Regions from separate parts of the Gossypium arboreum genome. Here region 2 is linked to region 1. Evidence: chromatin contacts called from public Hi-C data. All regions are on one chromosome and are shown on one strand. The core of a region is the stretch at or near the end of the contact, and the rest is flanking DNA. Distances in the headings are between cores, read along the strand shown. Region 1 holds the start of LOC108467016. Region 2 holds the start of LOC108472908 (prolycopene isomerase 1, chloroplastic).

Region 1 (4,952 bases), core at 1,019-3,518:
ACAAAAAGAGAAAGGAAACTGGGGTATGTAAAAGTACCATGAAAGTCATTGTAGTAAGACTCATATTGCATTTTCTCCCTTTATTCAAAAAGTGGGCAAATTAACCTTTATATGTTATATAAAAAAAAAACAAGTTAATCTTTTTTGTTAAAAAACTGTCCATTTTTAGTATTAAAAACTAGCATGATTGACAGAATAACTAAACAATTAGAATTGATGCATCTCATTTTGAGGTGAAAGCTATTGTATGGAGACGAATTTGCTCATGTTTTAAGGAAGCAAAATATAATCTGACTCCTAATGACTTATACGGTATTTTTACCATGGGGTATATTACAACTTTACAGCCTGAAGAGATAGAAGCTTACTCTTTGTGGATTCCCGACTTTTTCAGCTGCGCCAGATCCAACAGCACCGTCTTGATTGGGGGAAGAAAAAGCAGGATTTGGCTGAAAAAGGTGTTCAAAGATGGCCATGATAACAAACATTGATATCAAGATGGCAGTAGCAACAAAGCCAAAAGAAATGGCATTCATGGATGTCCCCAAGTTTTTCAATGGAGTTTCCTTATCAACTACTGGTTGAGATGGAGTCGGATCTGAACTTGGGTATATGTTCCATGGCACTGACCTTCCAGTTCCAAACTCATTCATGGCTCGTTTTTGTAGGAACAAACAGTACTTGTGAAATAAAGCAGGTTTAGTAGTAGTTGCAGGTTATTCTTCTCAGAAAATGCCCTTCCTCATTAATGGCTCGACATAGTCTCTGTAAAAGATTGACAAAGGCAATCATTAAGAATCCTTAATACACAGAAACTAACATAGTTTTGAATCCAAGAAATCATAGACGTATGATGAAAGACAGTGATTAGAATCCCAATGGCGCATCATTACAAATGAAAATAAACTTATCAGTAGGTACTTACCAAGAGAGGAAAAACCAGCAGAGTTTTTTAATGAGATTCTTGAAACGAGTTATAAAAACTTGGGTTTTGGTACTTGGAATTAAGAGCTGCAAACATCAACTTATCCCTCCCATCCTATACACCTCTTAACACTGCCCTGGAAAAATAAGGCAGCCACAGCCACCATTTGTAAATGAAACTAAGACGAGGCTGAGACCAGCTAGCTTTATACCCAATTGCAAATGTAAAGACAAAGTTATATGATAATCCCAGCAGTACACTTTTTCTTGAATTGGAATGATGGTACATGATCCTGATGATGCCTAGCTTAATCAATACTATACCTTGTCCCAACAAGCAAACCTAAAGGAATAAAGAGCATTGGCCTTCTTGTCTGGAGACCCTTAGAAAAAGAATGGCCTATTGGTTTCCTTTTTTCAAACTTTGTCACTTTTTAGTTGCTGAATTTAGATGTTATGTTGGGAATTCTGAATTTATTTAAATCTGGGTCCTAATAGGATGATACCAAGCCATCATTTTTCAATATCTCCAATATAATTATAATTATTAACAGCAGTTTCGAAGGTAAAAAAAAAAAAAGAGTTCAAAGATTAATAATTGTTTCCACTAACTAATATTTAACCAAGTTTTCACTGATTATAACTATCATTAAGAATTAGTACATAATATTTGAGGAGGTTACACGAGGTAGGCTGCAAAGATCTACTATGTATCATTTATGTCTGTCCAACATAATCATGGGAAAGATAGCCAAATAGCCAAATCTACCATAATCTCCAAATAAACCAAATAAAAAAAAAGATAAAGACTCATGCAAGGTTAAACTATCTGTTAATATGTCATATACAATTGATTATAGTATCAATTTTTCTAGAAAAGAAGAAGCTGCAAACACAAGAAGAACAAACAGGGTAGAAAGCACATGAAAAAGAAGAACAAGAATTGACTTGAAAGTTTAGGAAGAAAAGAGGTGATTGAGAGGGAGATGTAATGTTGGGATACCTTACAACCAAGCATATGCAGTGGCAGATATGTCATGATTCTAGAGTTGAAAGAAAAAAGGACCGTGGCTTAAAGCAAAGAGCTTGAAAAAAAAGGGGGAAGGGGTGATTTAGACCACAATTATTATTCCTCATATATATTTTCTTTTAAAGTTTTTAAAGCAAAACCTGGTGAGGTGACTCTGAGAGGAACCCGTCACTTTGGTCAGAAACACTAAAGCTAACAACTTACAAAATTACCTCTATTATTTTGTAAAAATGGAAGAATCTATTTTTATTTTTATTTTCTTCAACATACCAACATCGCTTTCTTATTGTTTCTTCCATGAAGCTTAGAATTCATATAACTAGAAAAAGAATGAAAAAGAAAGAAAGAAAAAAACTTGAAGCAATAATTACTTACAGCAGAAATAATGAGGACCCTTGAAAAAGAAACAGTTACCTAAGTAAGGACTCTTTGTCAAACAAGATAATCAAAATGTCTGACAATGATGTGAAAGCTTATCTAAGGCCTAACCAAAAATAAGATAATTTCATAAAGTTTTTGGATTTAAAACAAGTTATAATCTTCTAGTATTATAGTTCATAGATAATGACATCTCAATTAATAACAAAAAGCTTAACAGAAACAAGATTTTTTATTTTTTTTTACACTGAGGTTTTAGTCGTCTAGGAGGAGAGTAATAGGGAGCAAATATTCATTCCAGAGTTCTAGAAAAGATAAAAATAATAATAATATCAAAAGACAGTAGCTTTATCCCTTTTTTAATTTTTATTAAACAAGTAAAATATATTTAAAATTGGAATATATCCTTATATATTTTATATACAATCGACATTCATTCAAATGGAATTTTTGCGATAACAATTACAATTATACATAAAAAAAAAAAAGCCAATTTCATAATGAGGCGTAAATACACATTTCTAAAAGATCACTGTTTCCCATTCCCATATAAGACAAGAGGACCCCTTTGAAAAGGAAAGCACACTGAAGCATGTCTTGGAAAAACCAAAGCTGTTATTTATCTCCGTCAATTCTTTTTATTTTCATAGCCAGGTCAGCCGACCTTTTTCCTTTTCCAACAATTTTACCAATAAAATAAATAAATATATTAAATGCAAAAGAGCAAAGAATTTACATGTGATTTTCAAGTTTCCAACAACATACAACTTCGTCCATCCTTCAAACCAATTGAATCCCAATCAAAAATCCATCCAAAGAAGGGCAAAAATCATTTGATATGAGAATTAATGCCAACTAATCAAATTCTATATACTTTTTAATAATTTATGTGATTTAAACCGAATGCACCAAAAACCCAATTTGACCATTCCAAAAACAGTGGTTCTAAGCGGTCCTATATGCAGAGCAGTGAGCTTGAAAGTCGAAAGCTGTACTAAACTACAGTGTTTGGTGGGTCCCAACTAAAATGAAATTGAAAGTTGTAGTCAACCATAAAAAGAAAAAGTGTGAATTGTACCAGAAATAGAAGGCAAATAAATGTGAACTTGTAGATTAGCCCTACATAACTTGAAAATATAAATAGTAAGTCCCTCGTCATGCCTTGAGCTTTCCATAGAATTTGGCCTTCTCCTGTGTTGTTTGGAAGCGACCATGCCCAAACTTGGATGATGTATCAATGAACCTGAGCTTGATCTCCTCAAGAGCGACCCTTGAAGTTTGATTTCACCAGGGATAGCCTCAAAGTCACTACCCGTTTCTTTGGCCCAACACACCCCCCTTTGATCACCAAATAATCCTCGTTCACCACACCATAATGGGGGAATCCACCCATTGGGGTAATCTCCTTCTCTATCCTGAAATTAGCAGAAGACGGAAGCAATTAATAATGCCCTGTGGCTATCATAATCCTACAAAATAAATAGCAAACTGAGTAGAGGGCACTTGGCTAACCTGTCGTAGTCAGTCATGGCAGCATGCGACTCATGTCCAGCCTTTCCAATCTTGTATACTTTCTTATTCATCTCTGTACGGTGATGGTAGCCATTTTGCCCAGCCCTGGCAACCGTAAAAGAAAACCTGGCTGGATGCCATGCACCAATACAGGCAACCTTGCGAAGACCACGATGGGTCTTGCGTGGGAGACGGGTGACGCCCCATCTGGTCACCACACCTTCATACCCTTTACCCTTGGTCACCCCAATGATATCGATCATCTCATCTTTCTGGAACACAGCATCAACTGGAATATGATTCTCAAAAAAAACCGTAAGCAAAGTCAACTTTCTGAGCAAAATAGTTCCACCATTTACTTGAATCTCCATTAAATGGGCCTTCTTCTGCTTCAAGCCCTTCATCTTTCTTATCTACAGAAATATGCAATAAAGGACATAAAAGAAATCAGGAAAAAAAGAAAAACATAGTAGTTAAAGCATTCAATCATCCAGAATTGGAAGGACTAAAACATAACTACAAAATATAGATCTGCTTGAGGGGGAAATACCTGAGTGTGGGCCAAAACACGAATTACAGTGCAATATTTTTTCAATTTTCCAGCTGCAATTGAATGTCATTTTTACCATCTTCAGTTTCAAACTTCTTTGAGTACTTGGTAAAAGCCTTCTTCTTAGACTTGCACCAGTGCTTATAGAACCTTCGTTTCACCTTTCACTCAGATGCTGAGCCCACACAGAGCCCAAAGTACGAAGACCACGAGGTGTTTTGACATATCCCACAACTCCAACAACCACCATGGGTGGTGTCACAAGGATAGTAACTGCTTCACATGTCTCCTTCTTGTGAAGTTCTGGAAGAAAAGAACATATAAATACATTATGCTATCCACTTAACCATGGAGGAAAGTAAACAATGCAAGAAAGCACATAAAAGGCACATGGTTTTATTTCATATAGCAGCAGATAAGCAACAGACTAGTATTCCAAAATTTACAGATGATGAGTCAGAAGAGAAATTTTTACTTGAACCAGGCTTTCAACCTCCCTCACTATATGGGTCATTCCAGCTTTATATCCCCAAAACGCAGTTAATCTGCATGGCTTAG
Region 2 (4,579 bases), core at 933-3,432, 280 kb before region 1:
TGTTGTTTTAACCCTGTCTATGTACGACTTTGGAAGTTGATCCTTCGGTAGCAGGTTTAAAGTATCCCACATGGATGCATTGCTCACAATAGCCATTTTAGCACGTATAAACTGCAGCATATACATTTTCAGTCAATAGCATTTCAAGCAGACAACATTTGCTTAAGTCAATTGTCTATGTTCAGACTATATATTTACCTGACCACCTTTCAGCTTAACTCCAGTAGCCTTACCGTTCTCAACGATGATCTTTTCCACATGACTTCCTAGAGATATCCGTCCTCCAAACTTTTGTATTCCTCGAACAAGAGCGTCAATAATGGCTCCACTTCCATTAAGTGGATACTCTAGAGTACAACCAGGTTTGTACCATTCTGCAAACATATAAACCTGAAAAATTGGAAGTAAAACTTGACAATGTTAAGTTTCAAAGTAGTGTATGTATATTCATAGCATTTCACCTTATAAGCATGAAAAGAAACACTTGGATATCCTTATAGTTACCATCTCTGCTGAGAGTATACCATTGGATTTCACCCCAGCAAGCAAGAAAGCTAAAAGGTCCACCCAATTCCTAATAAAAGGGTCTCTCAGCTCCAAAGAATCCATGATTTCCGAGAAGGGTCGTAAAAGCTTAGGAGCACCAAAAGCTCCCTGCGGTCCCATTCCTACAAATGATTTCAACAAAGAAGGGGCATATCTAGCCGCAGCAGTTGAAATAACTCCCAAATCTCCTCTGATTGATAAAGGAGGCAGTGCCATTGCAGCGGCTGATAATGGAAGTATTGCTTCCTGCAGCCAAATTTCATTCTGAATTTGAGAAATACTTGCAAGTTTTAAAAAGAAAATGAAAGTACAGGTCTCTTAATCCAAATATCCAACACAGTTTGGTATCAATTATATGTTTGAGGCAGTTCTTTAGAGGGTAAAATAATGATAAGTAAAAATAACGGTACTCACGAGAAGTTTTTTCCATTCTTGCACGGCGTTCCGACTAGCATGCTTTTCAAGGTCCTGGAAATTAAAAATAGTCAGGATAATAAGCATGAGTATTTAAATGTGGTCATCTTCTAGCTCATGCTGGATAGTAACATCCTGGCATGTTTTTTCACTGGTTGCATACAAGTTTATCTAGCTCTTGTTTGACAACCGTATTTAAGTCTTTGCATGATAGAGCAATATCTGTATAAACAGTTTATTTGATGCCTTCTACTCTTAAAAGAAATGGGTGTAACAGTATGAATGCAGAGTAATATAAAAATTACAAATTAATTAAAGTATGAAAAGGCATAAAATTGAACAAATCTAACAATGGCAGTCCACCTTCAGAAATTCAGTTGGGCCTATGCGTGATAAGAATTCAGCTTCAGGAATGTAAACCATCCAAGAGTCATATTTTGCACATGGAATTGACTCACCCAATGCATCTAGGACCTGCAACTCAAAGATAAAGGAATGGTGATTCCAATCCAACCAGAGAAATCAAAAGTGTAAAATGGTGAAGGTGAAAAGATGATGTAGCAAAGACCTGTGCAAGAGGATTGGCCTGAGGACCTCTAGACTGAAAACCAGAGAACAAAGATGGACCAGAGTCAAATTTATAGCCTTTAATCTCAAAAGAATGGGCAGCACCTCCAGGCAGATCATGACTTTCCAACACAAGCACATCCTGGTTGTATCTAGCAAGAAGTCCCGCGCAACACAGTCCGCCAATACCACTCCCAATCACAACAACGTCAGCCTCTGGCTTCCCTGCAATACAAGTTGTTCACTTTTACTTCCATAACAGAAATGTGAATTCAGTTTGGTGCATAAGAAAAGGGTATATAATGCAAGAAAATACCTGGGACAGTTTTAGTAGGAGGCTTGACAGAGATGGAGGTGGAGGACGATGCATTTGAAGAAAACTGAGAAAGGTTATTAGGAGAACTTCGGGCCAAAACAGTATTTCTGGAGGTTGGAAATTTGATTCCTGGGAACAAAGGAAGACCCAATTCCATGATCGTAGAGAGGAGTTTCAAAGCAGCGACCAGAAGGTGCTGAGTGAGATGAGATAATTGAAAGAAGAGGCATTCATGGTTTCTGCTAAACAAACTAGCCACGTCATTCCATTTCCTACCCAGATGTTTGGGACTTCCCAACTCCATATGTCCGTCAAAACTGTCGAAGCAGTTTACTTTTGGATTATTTTCTTTCTGGGCCTTGACATTAACCAATTCGAAGCCCAGTTTCTTATCAGCCAGCCCGCCTGAAAACATAGGCTCCGTCTCAACCATACTCATTAATTTAGATGACACTAGCACGTGCGTTGCAATTAGGGGTGTTAAATCGGTTAATCGACCCGAAATAATATTAACTGAATTAATCGAATCTTCAAAATTTTTAACCGTTAACCGAACTAAAATTTTTTCAAAAAAATTAACCGAACCCAAATTTTTTCGGTTAATTCAATCGGTTAACCGAATTAACCGAAAATTATATTTTTTTTAATTTTTGGTTAAAATAAATATAAAATTAACCGAATTAATCGAATTAACCGAATTACCCAAATTAACCGAATTAACCGAATTATTTGTATAAAATTGTATGTTTTTTATTTTTATTTTTATTTTTATTTTTATTTTTATTTTTATATTTTTATATTTATTTATTAAATTATTTGTAATTTTTATGATTGGGTTGGGTAATTGGGTTGGGTTGGGTAGTTGGGTTAATATATATTAGATTGAGTATTTGGGTTTATGTTGGATTGGGTTTGAGTGAATAGTGGGCTATTTATATATTATAATTTTATTTATTAATTTTTTCGATTAAACAGAAAAAATTCGGTTAACCGACCGGTTTCGAACCGAATTAACAGTTAACCGAAAACTCAAAAAATTATTAACCGACCCCGATCGAATTAATTCGATTAACTGATCGATAAACTAAATTCAGTCGGTTAACCGAATTTTTTCGGTTTTACCCGAATTTTGCACACCCCTAGTGGCAACTAAACTTGTTCATAGGTTCAGGTATTTGTTTAACTCTGAAAGTCCATTCAAAATTTGAAAGGATTTGAATAAAAATATTAAGTACAAAAAATAAATTTGGGCAAAAAAAATTAAGCTTGTTTAAAGTATGAGTCAGGCTTGAATATTAATGGTTTGAGCTTGGCCCAACCCGACTTATTTTTTAAAGTTTGTATGTTTTATATTATATTTATTTTTATATATTATGTAATTTATAATACATAAAAATTAAATTTATTGAAGTAATTGTATATATATACTATAGCAATTTGATGTCTCAATATAAGAAAGCATTCTTAGTGACATATTTAATAATTTTTCCATTTGTCATTATATAATATTGTCATGTGTAAATATAGTAAGTTCTTTCGCTTGCTAAGAGTTTTAGCACGTCTCTTTCTTTATCGTCTACTAAAGGCACGTTCTCTTATCTTAGGGTTTTAAGGTTGGAAATTGCATTGTGGCTGGTTTAGGATTTTCATTAATGATGGAGGCATAACTTGCAAATCTAAGTCTTGATGATGAAAAAGAGGAACCGATTCCTTGTGAAAAAGATCTGATTGAAATAGAAGATGACTATGAATTTTGCTTGGTGGGAAAAGCTTTAACGTAGTGTGTGGTTCACTTTCCCTCTCTGAAAAAGAACTTTGGCTGATCTTTGGCATCCGTTAGGGGGAGTTATAATCACAGATATAGGGGGAAAAAGGTATTTATTCCACTTTTTTCTATAAGGTAGATATAAAGAAGGTTTTGGATGATCAATAGACACCTTATTATATTCCACCGGCTGAATATTAGGGAAGACCCACTGAAAGTTTCATTGGTTTATACTAATTTCTGGGTTCAAGTCTATAATCTGTCGTTTGGGGTGATTTTATTGGGCATTTAATCCCATATGATGTTGATTTGATTACGAGGGGGAAACAGAGATATATGCGTTTTAGAACCAAAGTTGATGTATGATTAGCTGTGAATCGCAAGAAAAAGTTGGCATTGAGACAAGAGTGAGAGGGATATGCTTACTTCCAATATGAAATATTAACACTTTTCTATTTTTTATGTGGAAAGTTAGGGCATTGGGAAGGTTGTTTCTCTATAAGGATGACAATCAGGATTTAAGAAGTAAATTTTGGCTAGGACATATCTTTAAGGGTATCGTCATGGAAAGAAGTTTCAATTGGAAGTAGGTGGCTCGGGGAGGATGGTTCGAAGGGATTTCAAAAAAGGTATTAATTCCCATGGTATAGATATGGATGATCAGAATAATGGGGGAAAAGAAGGAGGTGTGATTATTCAAGGTGCGTGGAAACTAAGTCAGAGGGAGTCTATAATAGAGAGTAAGCCAATTGAAAATTATGGGGGAAGAGACAAAGAATAATGGAAGAACAATCAAATGGGTCTAATGTTATTGGTTCACTGCTTGAATTCAATAAGAGATCGGCGGCCACTAGCAAGTGAGCCGACCGGGAGCAATGAAAATCTTAAGTTGGAACGTTCGTGGATTGGGACATCCACGGACAGTTAATTGTCTTAGAAACAATGTGAGGCATGTACAACCCCATATTTTA

What was found. A called contact is a pair of places that touch in the nucleus more often than the background predicts.
Region 2: a Hi-C map of leaf shows a contact between it and region 1, with 4 times the contacts expected there. The contact joins the promoter of LOC108472908 here to the promoter of LOC108467016 in region 1. A contact is called at or near these places in 2 of 5 Hi-C or Micro-C datasets (both in leaf).

What each region holds. Positions count from the first base shown.
Region 1 is chr2:107,018,211-107,023,162 of ASM2569848v2, reverse strand. It overlaps LOC108467016, which reads right to left and starts at 2,268. Exons shown (of 3, transcript XM_017767455.2): 1 at 1,928-2,268; 2 at 369-765. The coding sequence starts at 653. It also overlaps the pseudogene LOC108460625.
Region 2 is chr2:107,303,383-107,307,961 of ASM2569848v2, reverse strand. LOC108472908 (prolycopene isomerase 1, chloroplastic) reads right to left here and starts at 2,182. Exons shown (of 9, transcript XM_017774474.2): 1 at 1,844-2,182; 2 at 1,529-1,752; 3 at 1,324-1,434; 4 at 961-1,014; 5 at 505-792; 6 at 199-390; 7 at 1-111. The coding sequence starts at 2,147.